Linked DNA regions of Sus scrofa: regions 1 and 2 are each linked to region 3. Evidence: chromatin contacts called from public HiChIP or PLAC-seq data. All regions are on one chromosome and are shown on one strand. The core of a region is the stretch at or near the end of the contact, and the rest is flanking DNA. Distances in the headings are between cores, read along the strand shown.

Evidence for each region. HiChIP or PLAC-seq counts read pairs in DNA pulled down with a chosen protein or histone mark.
Region 1: a contact with region 3 is called in an H3K27ac HiChIP or PLAC-seq map of alveolar macrophages. The contact joins the promoter of SNAI3 here to the promoter of IL17C in region 3. A contact is called at or near these places in 1 of 5 promoter capture datasets (liver), 1 of 47 Hi-C or Micro-C datasets (liver) and 1 of 2 datasets of contacts at active chromatin or transcription factors (alveolar macrophages).
Region 2: a contact with region 3 is called in an H3K27ac HiChIP or PLAC-seq map of alveolar macrophages. The contact joins the promoter of ZC3H18 here to the promoter of IL17C in region 3. A contact is called at or near these places in 3 of 47 Hi-C or Micro-C datasets (embryonic fibroblasts, fetal heart ventricle and skeletal muscle) and 1 of 2 datasets of contacts at active chromatin or transcription factors (alveolar macrophages).

What each region holds. Positions count from the first base shown.
Region 1 is chr6:987,533-991,229 of Sscrofa11.1, reverse strand. SNAI3 (zinc finger protein SNAI3) reads right to left here and starts at 2,255. Exons shown (of 3, transcript XM_021093663.1): 1 at 2,122-2,255. The coding sequence starts at 2,197.
Region 2 is chr6:1,080,224-1,083,860 of Sscrofa11.1, reverse strand. It overlaps ZC3H18 (zinc finger CCCH domain-containing protein 18), which reads left to right and starts at 2,320. Exons shown (of 18, transcript XM_021093665.1): 1 at 2,320-2,516.
Region 3 is chr6:1,023,302-1,026,756 of Sscrofa11.1, reverse strand. IL17C (interleukin-17C) reads left to right here and starts at 1,584. Exons shown (of 3, transcript XM_021093667.1): 1 at 1,584-1,639; 2 at 1,948-2,261; 3 at 2,558-3,427. The coding sequence starts at 1,637. The coding sequence ends at 2,819.

The DNA.
Region 1 (3,697 bases), core at 1,006-3,505, 36 kb after region 3:
GAGGAAATAGCTGCAAGTCAGAATGTGATAAAGAATTAGTGTCCAGAATCTGTAAAGGTCCCTCAAAGCTCAACAATAAAAACACCAATAATCTGGAGTTCCCATTGCGCCGTGGTGGGTTAAGGATCTGGTGCGGCCATGGCTTTGGTACAGATTGAAGCTGCGGCTCGGATTTGATCCCTGGCCAAGGAACTTCCATATGCCTCAGGTGTGGCCAAAAAAGAAAAAAGACCCGTAGAGATGACAGTGCAGAGACACGGGAAGGCTAGGGCAGGTCACCATCCTTCACGCTCTCCCGACCTCACCGTCTTCCACGCCAGTCTGCCCGGTTATAACAGCAGCATGCGGGGTCCTGTCCTCCCAGAAGTGGGGGCTGGATGGTGACCCCCTCTACGAGATGAAGTCCAAGGAGCTTCTGGAGATACAGCACTAGGGTGCTCAGAGAGTCTAGGACCCCTGCCCCCCATTCCACATGGAAGCTCCCCTAGGGCAAGGTCACCTTGCTCAAGTCTCTGTGGCTCACCCACTCCCTGGCCAGGGCATCACCAGGAGCCAAACCCTGTCTTGGGGGCCAGTGCCAACCCAGTGGGAGGGGCGGAGGGAGCACCATGCCAGGTGCTCTGCTTCTGCTAGGATTTAAAATGCTTCTGTGTATCTCTGGGTTAGCTTGGCTTTTCATCCTGCAGCTTAGTTTGTGGGAGAAGAGACTTTTAAGTTCCCTCTGGCTTCAGAGGTCCCCTGGGGAGATCAGAAGGGCACCCATTGAAAATGGAGAGGGGGGGACCCTAAATCCAGTGTCTCAGATCTATCCTGGGGTAACTGCCTGGCAGAAAGAGGATCCCCGTGGCCATGTGGCCCTCGGAAAGCTGGGGCTGGGAGGGGCGGGGGGCATCAAGCCCTAAGGGCCCTGTGGCTGTTTCCTGACCCGATCTCTGGGCCTCGCAGAAATGCTGGATTTGCGTGGCACGTTCCAGTGGTAAGGTGGGACGCACTGTGTGGCTGGGCTCTAAAGAGTGGTTTTCAACTTTGAAAGCTATGCCCCACGTAAGTTACATTTTCTATGATACACACACACCTCTCTATGTATTTTGAGTCTATATGTGTGTGTCATCATCTGAAACAAAGTTTCCTTTACCACCAACACTGCCCTGGCCTCTCTTTTTTATTTTAGGAGATTGCTGGGGGTGACTGCTGAATTTCAATATGCTGAGTTGAGGATCCCAGTCCTAGAAGGTGCCACCTGGTGGCAGCCTGGGCTCCCTCTGGATCCCAGTCCTGAGAGGGCTAAGGAGCTCTGAGCGGCAGCACGGACTGCATGACTGTCCTCTGGCCTCCTCCGCAGTGTCCCTCTTCCCTCTCGGTCTCCCCCAAGTCACTGAGCAGTCCCCAGAAGGTCTTTACCCCGAGAAGCTGCAGACCTGGGGGCGGCTCTGTCCATTCTAGAGAGGCCTCGCCCTGGGACCTCCTCCCGCCCCTGAGCTGACAGGGGAGGGAATGAGGGCACAGTCCTGGTTTCTGGATGCCTGTCTCCCCACTCGATGAAGACCCCAGCCCTTTAGGCCAGGCTGCCCTGGACAATCTTCTCAAGGATGAGGGGGGCTGGAGGGAAGGAGACCCCCAGAGGGCTGGGGCAGTACTGGAAGGGGCCCCGTGGAAAGCTGGATGAGCTGGCCTTGGCACCCCAGGGCCTCTGGGTCACTCTGCTTGTCCCTTCCACTCACCGCCCAAGCCAGGATGCTCTGGGGTGGCCCTTGGGGGAGAGCCTGGGCTCGCTTCGTCTCCCTCCACAACACCTGTTGGGCCTCTCCACCCTCCTGCATCAGGGGGCTCTGGGTCCCCTTCGTTGGGATGGGTGCCCCCAGGCCATCGGAGGAGAGCCCCAGAGTGATGGGGGGGCCCCGAAAACTTCTCTAAGTGGAGAGGGAATCCCTGCCCACTCTGCCCGACTCGAGGCCGAGGCCCCTTAAGTGGACAAGGCGCCCGGAGGCCACCTTCCTACCTCCAGTCCCAAGTTCTCAGCTCCCTCCTCCCACCTGGGGCAGGTGTCCCCGCTCAGAGGGGGCCTCGCCCCTCCTGCAAGAGTTGAGGCCTGGGCGGGGCTAGGGAGCCCGCAGCCCCTACCTCTCTGCGTCTCCAGCTGCCCGTAGTTGGGGACCCTGTGGCCGGAGTGCGTCTTCACCAGGAAGGAGCGCGGCATGGTGCCCTCTCGCGGGTCCCACTGCCGCCGGAGCCCGCGGGCGGCGCGGTCCGCAGGTGCCGCGAGGGTCAGGTCATTAGCATGGCGCGCCTCATCAGCCAACCAGCGCGCGGCGCGGCCGCGGCGGGGCGGGGCCGCGGGGCGGGGCTTCGGGCCACGCCCAGGACAGGTGCGCGGGCTGCTGGGGAGGGAGCGCGGGGCTGCGCGTCCACCCACGGGACTTCCCTGGCGTGTGCCTCGAGTCACACCGACCCCGGCGCCTGGCGCACCGACTCGCCGTGGACTGAAGGGCAGAGGTCAAGGCTGGGCGGCAGCCGAGCCCGGCTCCGTGCCCCACGTGGTGGGAGCGTCCGTCCGTGAAGCCCAGCCTCAGAGAACCCTGCTCCAGATGGTTACGCCCGCCCCCGCCTCCTGCGCACACTCGCGACGGTGGTTGCGGTGAGTACCAGCCCTGAGCACCAGTGCTGACCCAGCTGACCAGCCAGAGGGGCGCCCAGGCGGTCAGCCCGCCTGGGGGAGAGGGGCCCTCTCCAGGTGAGAGACAGGGCTTCAGAAGTTGGCCCCGGGCCGCCAAAAAGCTCATGCCGTGGGGGAAAGGACATGGCCTGGAATTCCAGATTTCCAGGGGGTTCAGACGTGTGGTTCTGGGACGTTTAGTCCCAGGGCAGCACATGTACCCGCAGCAGCAGCCCGCTGACCTGGGACAGCCTCGCCTCCTTCCCTGTCCCCTGGAGTCCGTCAGGGCCCCAAAGCGGGAGCCGTGCCTGGGTGTCGCGTCCTTTCTGGATGTGGATGGTGCCTGAGTTCAGCGGTCAGTGTCTGGGCACCAGGCCCCTGAGAGCCACCAGGTGATTTCATGGCCGTGCAGCAGGCCTGCCTTTAGAGGCCCTGGTGCCTCGTGGCAGCCTGGTGCTCTCTGCCGCCTGGAGGCCCCGGGGCAAGGTGGAGGCGGTGGTGTGTCTGCGGAAGAACTGTGGAGAGGGAGGCCACGCCACACAGGGTCTTAGGTTTGCAGAAGAAAAAGCAGGCTCTGAGGCGTTAGGCACTGGCTGGCACTTCCAGCCTCACACGGGTCTCTGCCGCTTGGTGAGGGCTCGTGGCAGTGCAGGCAGTGGTGCCCACACGGAAGAAGGCGCAGGTCTGCCCCACAGGTGAGACCTGGCCCCGTGATGCCGCGAGTGTGGTTTTCAGAGGGTAGGCGGGTGCTTGCTGCTTGTTCACCTAGCCTGTGGCCTCGCAGGCTGTTGGTCTGTTTCCTCCCTCCCTTTCCTGGCTCAGCTCAGACACAGAGAGCCCTGCCAGGACCTGGGCCAGCCCTGCACCACGCTGAACTTCCTTGCCTGGCCTCACACCGTGCAGCCGCTGGTCATGATGAGTCCTCAGTCCCCAGAGAGACGCTCTTGCGGGTGCCCTGGGCTCCTGTGGAGGACCTGCCACCCTCATCCTCCCGGCACCGGGGTCCCAGGGCCTTAGAGCACCTCTGCAGTAGGGTGCTCCGTC
Region 2 (3,637 bases), core at 1,071-3,570, 56 kb before region 3:
GGCGTAGGCCGGTGGCTACAGCTCTGATTGGACCCCTAGCCTGGGAACCTCCATATGCCGTGGGAGCGGCCCAAGAAATAGCAAAAAGACAAAAAAAAAAAAAGAATAAGCTAGAAATATCGAAGCAGAGTAAAGCCAATTTTTTAGTCTAAAGTAGGTCTCGTATCAGAAGTGTCTGTAGTGGCTCAGCAGGAACTAACCCAACTCACATCCGTGAGGATGCGGGTTCGATCCATGGCCTCGCTCAGTGGGTCAAGGATCCGGCGCTGCCGTGAGCTGTGGTGTAGGTCACAGACATGGCTTGTACTCTGCGTTGCTGTGGCTGAGGAGTAGGCTGGCGGCTGCCCTTCCTATTCGATCCCTAGCCTGGGAACTTCCATATGCCGTGGGTGCAGCCCTAAAAAGCAAAAAAATAATTTAAAAAATTAAAAAGTGATAAAATAGGAGTTCCCATCGTGGTGCAGCAGAAAAGAATCCAACTAGGAACCCTGTTGAGGGTTCGATCCCTGGCCTCACTCAGTGGGTTAAGGATCTGGCGCTGCAGTGAGCTATGGTGAGGTCGCAGACTTGGCTCAGATCCCGTGTGGCCGTGACTGGGGCTGGCAGCTGTAACTCTGATTTGACTCTAGCCTGGGAACTTCCATATGCCATGGGTTCAACCCTAAAAAGCAAAAAAGCAAAAATAAATAAATAAATAAAAATTAAAAAATTCAACTGAGTAAATTTGAAGATCTAATTAGCTTTAGTCAACAATTTATGAATCTGGCAGCACCCCGTCTAGCATTTAGAAAGGCTTCTACAGGCTGTACAGGATGGAGGCTTTTATAGGTACAACGACATTAAAAGGCTGGATTACTTCAGGCCAGGTCACCCTCCTTTAGGGGGAGGCAAGGGGTCTTAGGCAGATTACTCCCTAGTGCTGACCAGAAAGCTCCAGACTAAAGGATTTAAATTTCCACTCCTGGGAGGGGCTGAAATTTCAATTAGATTAGTCATGAAGTCTGGTTAGGCTTAGCATAAGTGACTCCATTTTGGGGCTGTTGTTTTCATTTTTTTAATTTAAAAAAATTTTTTTTATTTTTTATTTTTTTGTCTTTTGTCTTTTTACGGCTACTCCCAAGGCATATGGAAATTCCCAGGCTAGGGGTCTAATCAGAGCTGTTTCTCTTTAAACAACATTGGGAATAGTTAAAAAGTTTAAGCTTTGACATTTAAACTCAGTATCTCAAAAATGATTGTTTTGTGTTGGATCAGTTATATTTGATAAAGCAATAGCTATTTAGTTACACAGAAATAGTTTCAAATGTTTCAGCTTTGACTTTTTTTTTTTTTTTAGGGCCACACCCTCAGGATGGAGGTTCCCAGGCTAGGGATCTAATCCGAGCTACAGCTGCCGCCTACGACACAGCCACAGCAAGCCAGATCCGAGCCGCGTCTGTGACCTGCACCACAGCTCACGGCAACACCGGATCGTAAACCCACTGAGCGAAGCCGGGGATCAAACCCCCAACCTCATGGTTCCTAGTCAGATTCATTTCCGCTGTGCCACCACGGGAACTCCTAGGCTTTGACATTTTAACTCGCTATCTCGAAAATGATCATTTTGTTTTGAACTGATTCTATCTAACGGAAGGGGGGATTTAATCCCCCCAAAACAGTTTAAAAAGTTTAATCTTCGTTATTTAAACTCATTTCCTGGAGTTCCCGTCGTGGTTCAGCAGAAAGGAATCTGACTAGCATTCCTGAGGAAGCAGGTTCGATCCCTGGCCTCGCTCAGTGGGTTAAGGATCTGGCACTGCAGTGAACTGTGCTACAGGTCGCAGACACGGCTCTGCCCCCTCGTTCCTGTGGCTGTGGTGTAGCCCGGCAGCTACAGTTCCGATTTGACCCCTAGACTGGGAACTTCCATAAGCCGCGGGTGCGCCCTGAAAAGATTAAAAATAAAATAAACTCATTTCCCTGAAAGGACTAACTTTGGATTGGGTGCGCAGCCCCCCTGCGCGGAAGCTCCCCACCCGGAAGGGGGCAGGTAAGTTCTTCGCCCCACCTCCCCGGGACCCATCTCCGCGCGCAGCTCGCACAGCGGGGCGGGAACCCGCCGGCGCTCACGCGTCACGTGACCCGGAGGCCCGGGAAGCTCTCCCAGCCGCACGACGGCCGGCGCGCGCGTCCTGAGACCCGCCCGGGAGGCGGGGCCTCGGCCGCGCCTGCGTCCTGTCGGGTTCAGGCGGGCGCGCGCCGCGGGGGCGGGGCTGCGAGGAGGCAGCTGCGCGGAGGCCGGAAGGAAGCGGGCGGAGGGCGGGGCAAGAGAGGTAAGCCCGCCCGGCCCGCAGGACAACCGTCGCGGCCTGATGACGTCGCACAATGGCCGGCCCCCGCGGGTAGTGGAGCCCGTTTGTTCCGCCCGCGTCGCGCCTCAAGCCGGAGCCTGTGAGGAGCGGAAGGGTCGAGGGACGACTTCCCCACGCCGCCCCGACCTCCGCGGAGCCGTGGCCCCCCCTCCCTGCTCTCGTAAGGTAAGTGGTGGCGCCACCACGGAGGCGGGGCGGGTAGAAGGAGGAGGCCGAGGCGGCCGGGCGGGGAGCGTGGCGGCGGCGCGGAGCGGAGGCCGGGGAGCCCCGCCGCCTCCGCCTCCGGGGAGCGCTCCAGGCTGCCCGCGGCCGAAGCGTGGTTCTCGAGCCCCAGGAAGAGGACGTTGACTCAGGCACGATCCTGCGCTCCTTTCGCTGCGAGCCGGCCGGGGACCCTGGAACCCTTTAGCCCGAGCGCACGGCGGCTGCCTCCGCGCCCGCCGTGGAGTTGATCTCCCGAAGCTGTCATTTCTCTTCCGGGACATCCGCGTGGCAGTGTTTGCCGCCTACAAAGACCGGGGGAGGGGGCGGCGGAAGGAGGCACGCAGGCTCACCCTCCGGACTGGGGATGGGCTCTTCAGGAGCTTTGAACTCTCTCGAGCCTCTTGGAACTTGCCCCCTCGGCTTCCCGGTGGCACAGGTTGGACCTATGCGCTGCGCCCCAAGATGCGCGCCACTCTTTGGAGTAAACTTCCTTTCCTTTGGTAAGGAGCCCAAAGGATGCCGGGTCATTGCTGGGGGGACGTCAGACTTTAAGACTTCCGGCTTTGCTCCTGCGAAAACTTCAAGTTTTCCTGAATTCTTACGACAGCTGAGTTGGCCAGGTAGAATGGTCGATTATCTTAAGTGAGCTGTTCAGCTCCATCTGTTAGAGTAGATCAGCCTTCGGATCTCTTTGGGGAGAATGGAAGGAGAGGGCTTTTGGGGGCACAGCAGTGGCTCTCTTGGTTTCTCATCTTCACGTTGCCTTTGGAGTGGTCCTTTCCCAGAGCGGAGATTGGGATTCTCAGGGTGAGTCTGGACCTGGGCTGATTCCCATTTCCCCAACAGGAAGTCTTTTCCTAGTGATTTTACAGTCTGAACACATGTGTGGAGCCCAGCCAGCTCTGAAACCATTCAGATGTGTCCCAGAGGTTAAAACCCCTCAGCCTCTCCAATTTGAGGTGGGAGATGGTGAAACATTTTATGAAAACTTTGTGGAATCGTTCCCGAGAGCAGAAGAGTTTTTGGGTTTGTTTTTTTTTTCCTTTTTCACTGATCATCTCGAGGTGAGTGAGTGCATCCTC
Region 3 (3,455 bases), core at 335-2,834:
GGGGCTCACTACCTCCCGGGCCAGGGCAAGAGGGAATGGAACTTGGAGCCGTGGAGGCCCTGCAGGAAGGCAGGCCTCAGCTCCGTTGAGAGCTGGTCTTGGGGCGGGAGCATCTGGCCTGGCAGCTGCCATCAGAGCTCAGTCGTGCCCCCACATAGCTTGCGGTCCTAGCCCAGTGCCCAGGGGACTGCAGCTTTGTCTGAGGGAAGGGCCTGCGCAGGCAGGATTAAGAGCAGGGCGTGAGACTGGCCTGGGTTAGAGGGGTGTTCTCAGGAGACACAGGAGAGACAGCAGGGCGAGGCACGCAGAGGCTGCGCTGATGTGTTTACAAGCCAGGGAACACCAGGTGCCACCGGAAGGCGAGAGAGAGGCAGAGACCCAGAAAGAACCAGCCGGGCCGACACCCCTGGCCTCCAGAGCTGTGAAAGGCTGAGCTCCTGTCCTGAGCCCGTGGGGGGAGAGCCTGCAAGGCTGCTGCCCCCTTGCAGGAAGCGAGGATGGCTGTGGGCAGGGCCGAGGCAGGCGGGAGCAGCCTGGGGACCCCGTGTACCACTAGCCAGCGTCTGTCAGGAAGAAACAGGGGCGCGCTGCGGACGCACGCCGGCCACGAGAACGTTTCCTCCAGACCAGGGCTCGGCAGGCCCTTCAGTGCCCTCAGGCGCCTCCCTGTCCCGGGGTCTGCGCTTCCCAACTTAGACACTGCCTGCACCTTGATGGTGTCCACGGCTCCTGCTTGCAGGAGGGGAGACCTCCACGCCCTGGCTCTCCTCTGCCGGACGGGGCACAGACAAGAGGACCAGGCCAGCCAGGGCCCTCAGCCTTGGAGGGTGGTGGGCCCACCCCAGGGTGATTCAGCGCTTTGCAGGCCTGGGCTCAGTCTGTGTGCTTTTTAGGCTAACAAAGGCAGCACCCCAGGCAGGAGCACTGAGTGGGCACAGGTGGACTCCTGGCACCTCCTTAGCAAGCTTCTTAGGGTGCACCATGCTTTAAAGTTTCCGAGGCGTTGTCACCCCCTCCACCCAGACTTACAGTTGTGTTGAATAAAATGACAGCAGCCCAACGTAGAAACCTGGGGTCGCTCACAGGCCCCCAGCCCCCAGGCTCTGCTGGAAGCTCCCCCGTGTGGGCAGGAGGAGGCAGATGCAGACGTGCACCTGACAGAGAGGGGACGGGGGACCAGCCCTGGCGGAAGACTGGGCAGCAGCACAACGGAGGGCCCACCCCACCCGCCCCAGGTCACCGCCCCAGGCACCCGGACCAAACAGCACAACAGACAAGTTGAATCAAAGAAGCAAGCTGCAGGAGGGCGCTTAGACGGAAACCCTTTCACAGAAGGTTCAAGAGTATCGCCCAGGCTGGGTCCATCCCCAGCCCCATTTGCAAGGACTTGACCCGGGCCAGGGTCCCACTGGGTGGGGTGCCAAGGAGGAAGGAGGACTGGGAGATGGGCCCACCCTGGGCCGGGGGAGGGGACACTTGCAGGGCGGGAGGAGGAAGAGGAGCCAGGCGCTTCCCGAGGAGGAAGCGGTGCCTGGATTTTCCCCAGGTGTGGCCGCAGGTATAAAGGGCACCAGGAGCCGGCAGCAGCCGGGGCAGCCGCCAGGGCACACGCGCTCAGAGCCCAGCCGCCGCCGCGATGGTGAGCTTCCTGCCCCGCGCCCTGCCGGGACGGTGCCCCTGGCCCTGAGCGGTTGCTGGTTGGCTGATCTCCGGGCTGAGGATGTTGGGAGAAGGCTCAGGAAGGCCTTCAACGTTGGGAGAAACGGGAGCCAGGACCCAGGAGCCCGGGTGCGCAGCGGAGCGCGGGGCTGAGGGGCTAGAGGCCCCAGGGCCTCCGTTTCCCCAACTGTGGGGGGGGGTGGGCTTTCCACAGGGAGCAGAGCGAGCGCGCTGGCAGTGAGGTGGCCCCTCCCAGGGTCTCCTGACCCCCCACCCTCTATCCCCCAGCTCTCTCCTGGCCTCCTGCTTCTGGCCTGGCTGCCCGCCTGCCTGGCTCGCCACAGCCTCCAACTCCGGGCGGGGGCCCCGCGCTGCTACTCGGCGGAGGAGCTGTCCCTGGGCCACGCCCCCCCACACCTTTTGGCTCGAGCTGCCAAGTGGGAGCAGGCTTTGCCGGTAGCCCTGGTGTCCAGCCTGGAGGCGGCAGGCCGCAGGAAGCGACAGGCGGGGTCCCCGGGCGGGATCCAGTGCCAGGTTCTGCAGCCCGAAGAGGTGCTGGAAGCAGACATCCACCAGCGCTCCATCTCTCCCTGGAGATACCGGTGAGCGTGGGGCGTGCCCTGGGTGGGGGTCCCCCAGGGCCCCCCAAGCCTCGGTGCCTTTGCCGCTAACTGGGCAGCGCCGGGCCGGGGCCCCTCAGCTGAGCTTCTCCAGCCGGGTCTCTGACTCAGCCGGCCCTCGGACCCCGGGGCCCCATCACGCCCCTGCAGGGCGCTGGGCTGGGCAGGGGGCCGGCTTCTGCGCCGCAAGGCCAGGCGGGTAGGGGCAGCCATGGGGCTGCGGGCGGGTCGGGAGGCACTGGCCACCCACCGGCGCTGACTCCCCATCTGGCCCGCAGTGTGGACACGGATGAGAGCCGCTACCCGCAGAAGCTGGCCTTCGCCGAGTGCCTGTGCAAGGGCTGCATCAGCACCAAGACGGGCCGCGAGACCGCCGCGCTCAACTCCGTGCCCCTGACCCAGAGCCTGCTGGTGCTGCGCCGCCAGCCCTGCTCCCGGGATGCCGCGGGGGCGCCCACGCCCGGGGCCTTCGCCTTCCACGCCGAGTTCATCCGCGTGCCCGTGGGCTGTACCTGTGTCCTGCCCAGGTCTGTCCAGTGACCACTGACTCGGCTCCCCGACGGGCCGGTGGAGGCTCTCTCCAGAGAGGCCTGTCCTACTTGTGTATTTATTGCTTATTTATGAGCCCCCGGGGTCCCCGGGCAGGTCCCAAGGCCCCAGGCTTCAAGGTGGGAGCCTCCAGTGGAGACCAGGCCGGCCCCATGCTGGGAGCTGCGGTCGGGCTCCGCCTCGAGACTTAGTTCACGCTGCTGCGTTAGCGGCTGGGCTGGAAGGCACGTTTTCGCTCTTGGAGCTGACGACCAGTTGACGGTCACCTCCACCCGCACGGCCCCCCGAGCTCCCCTTACCGCTCACCCCGTTGCTGGCCACCGGCTCCCTCGTCCCAGCCCCCTGGAACAAGCACCCCTGTGTCTCTGAAGCAATGATTCATTTTTCATATGAAAATGTGTTTTTTCACGGACACGGCCCCCAGAGCACAGCGTCGCACGGAGAAGACGGAGGGCAGCGGGGGAGGAGGGCCCAGCTGTCCTGCAGAGGCAGCCGCTGCCCGCTTCTGGCATGTCCCCTCCAGAAAGGTCTGTGCCCAAACCCAAGCGCGCCCAGCCCAGGGTTTTTTTTGTGTTTCTTTTTTTTGTCTTTTGAGGCTCCTATTCATGGCATGTGGAGGTTCCCAGG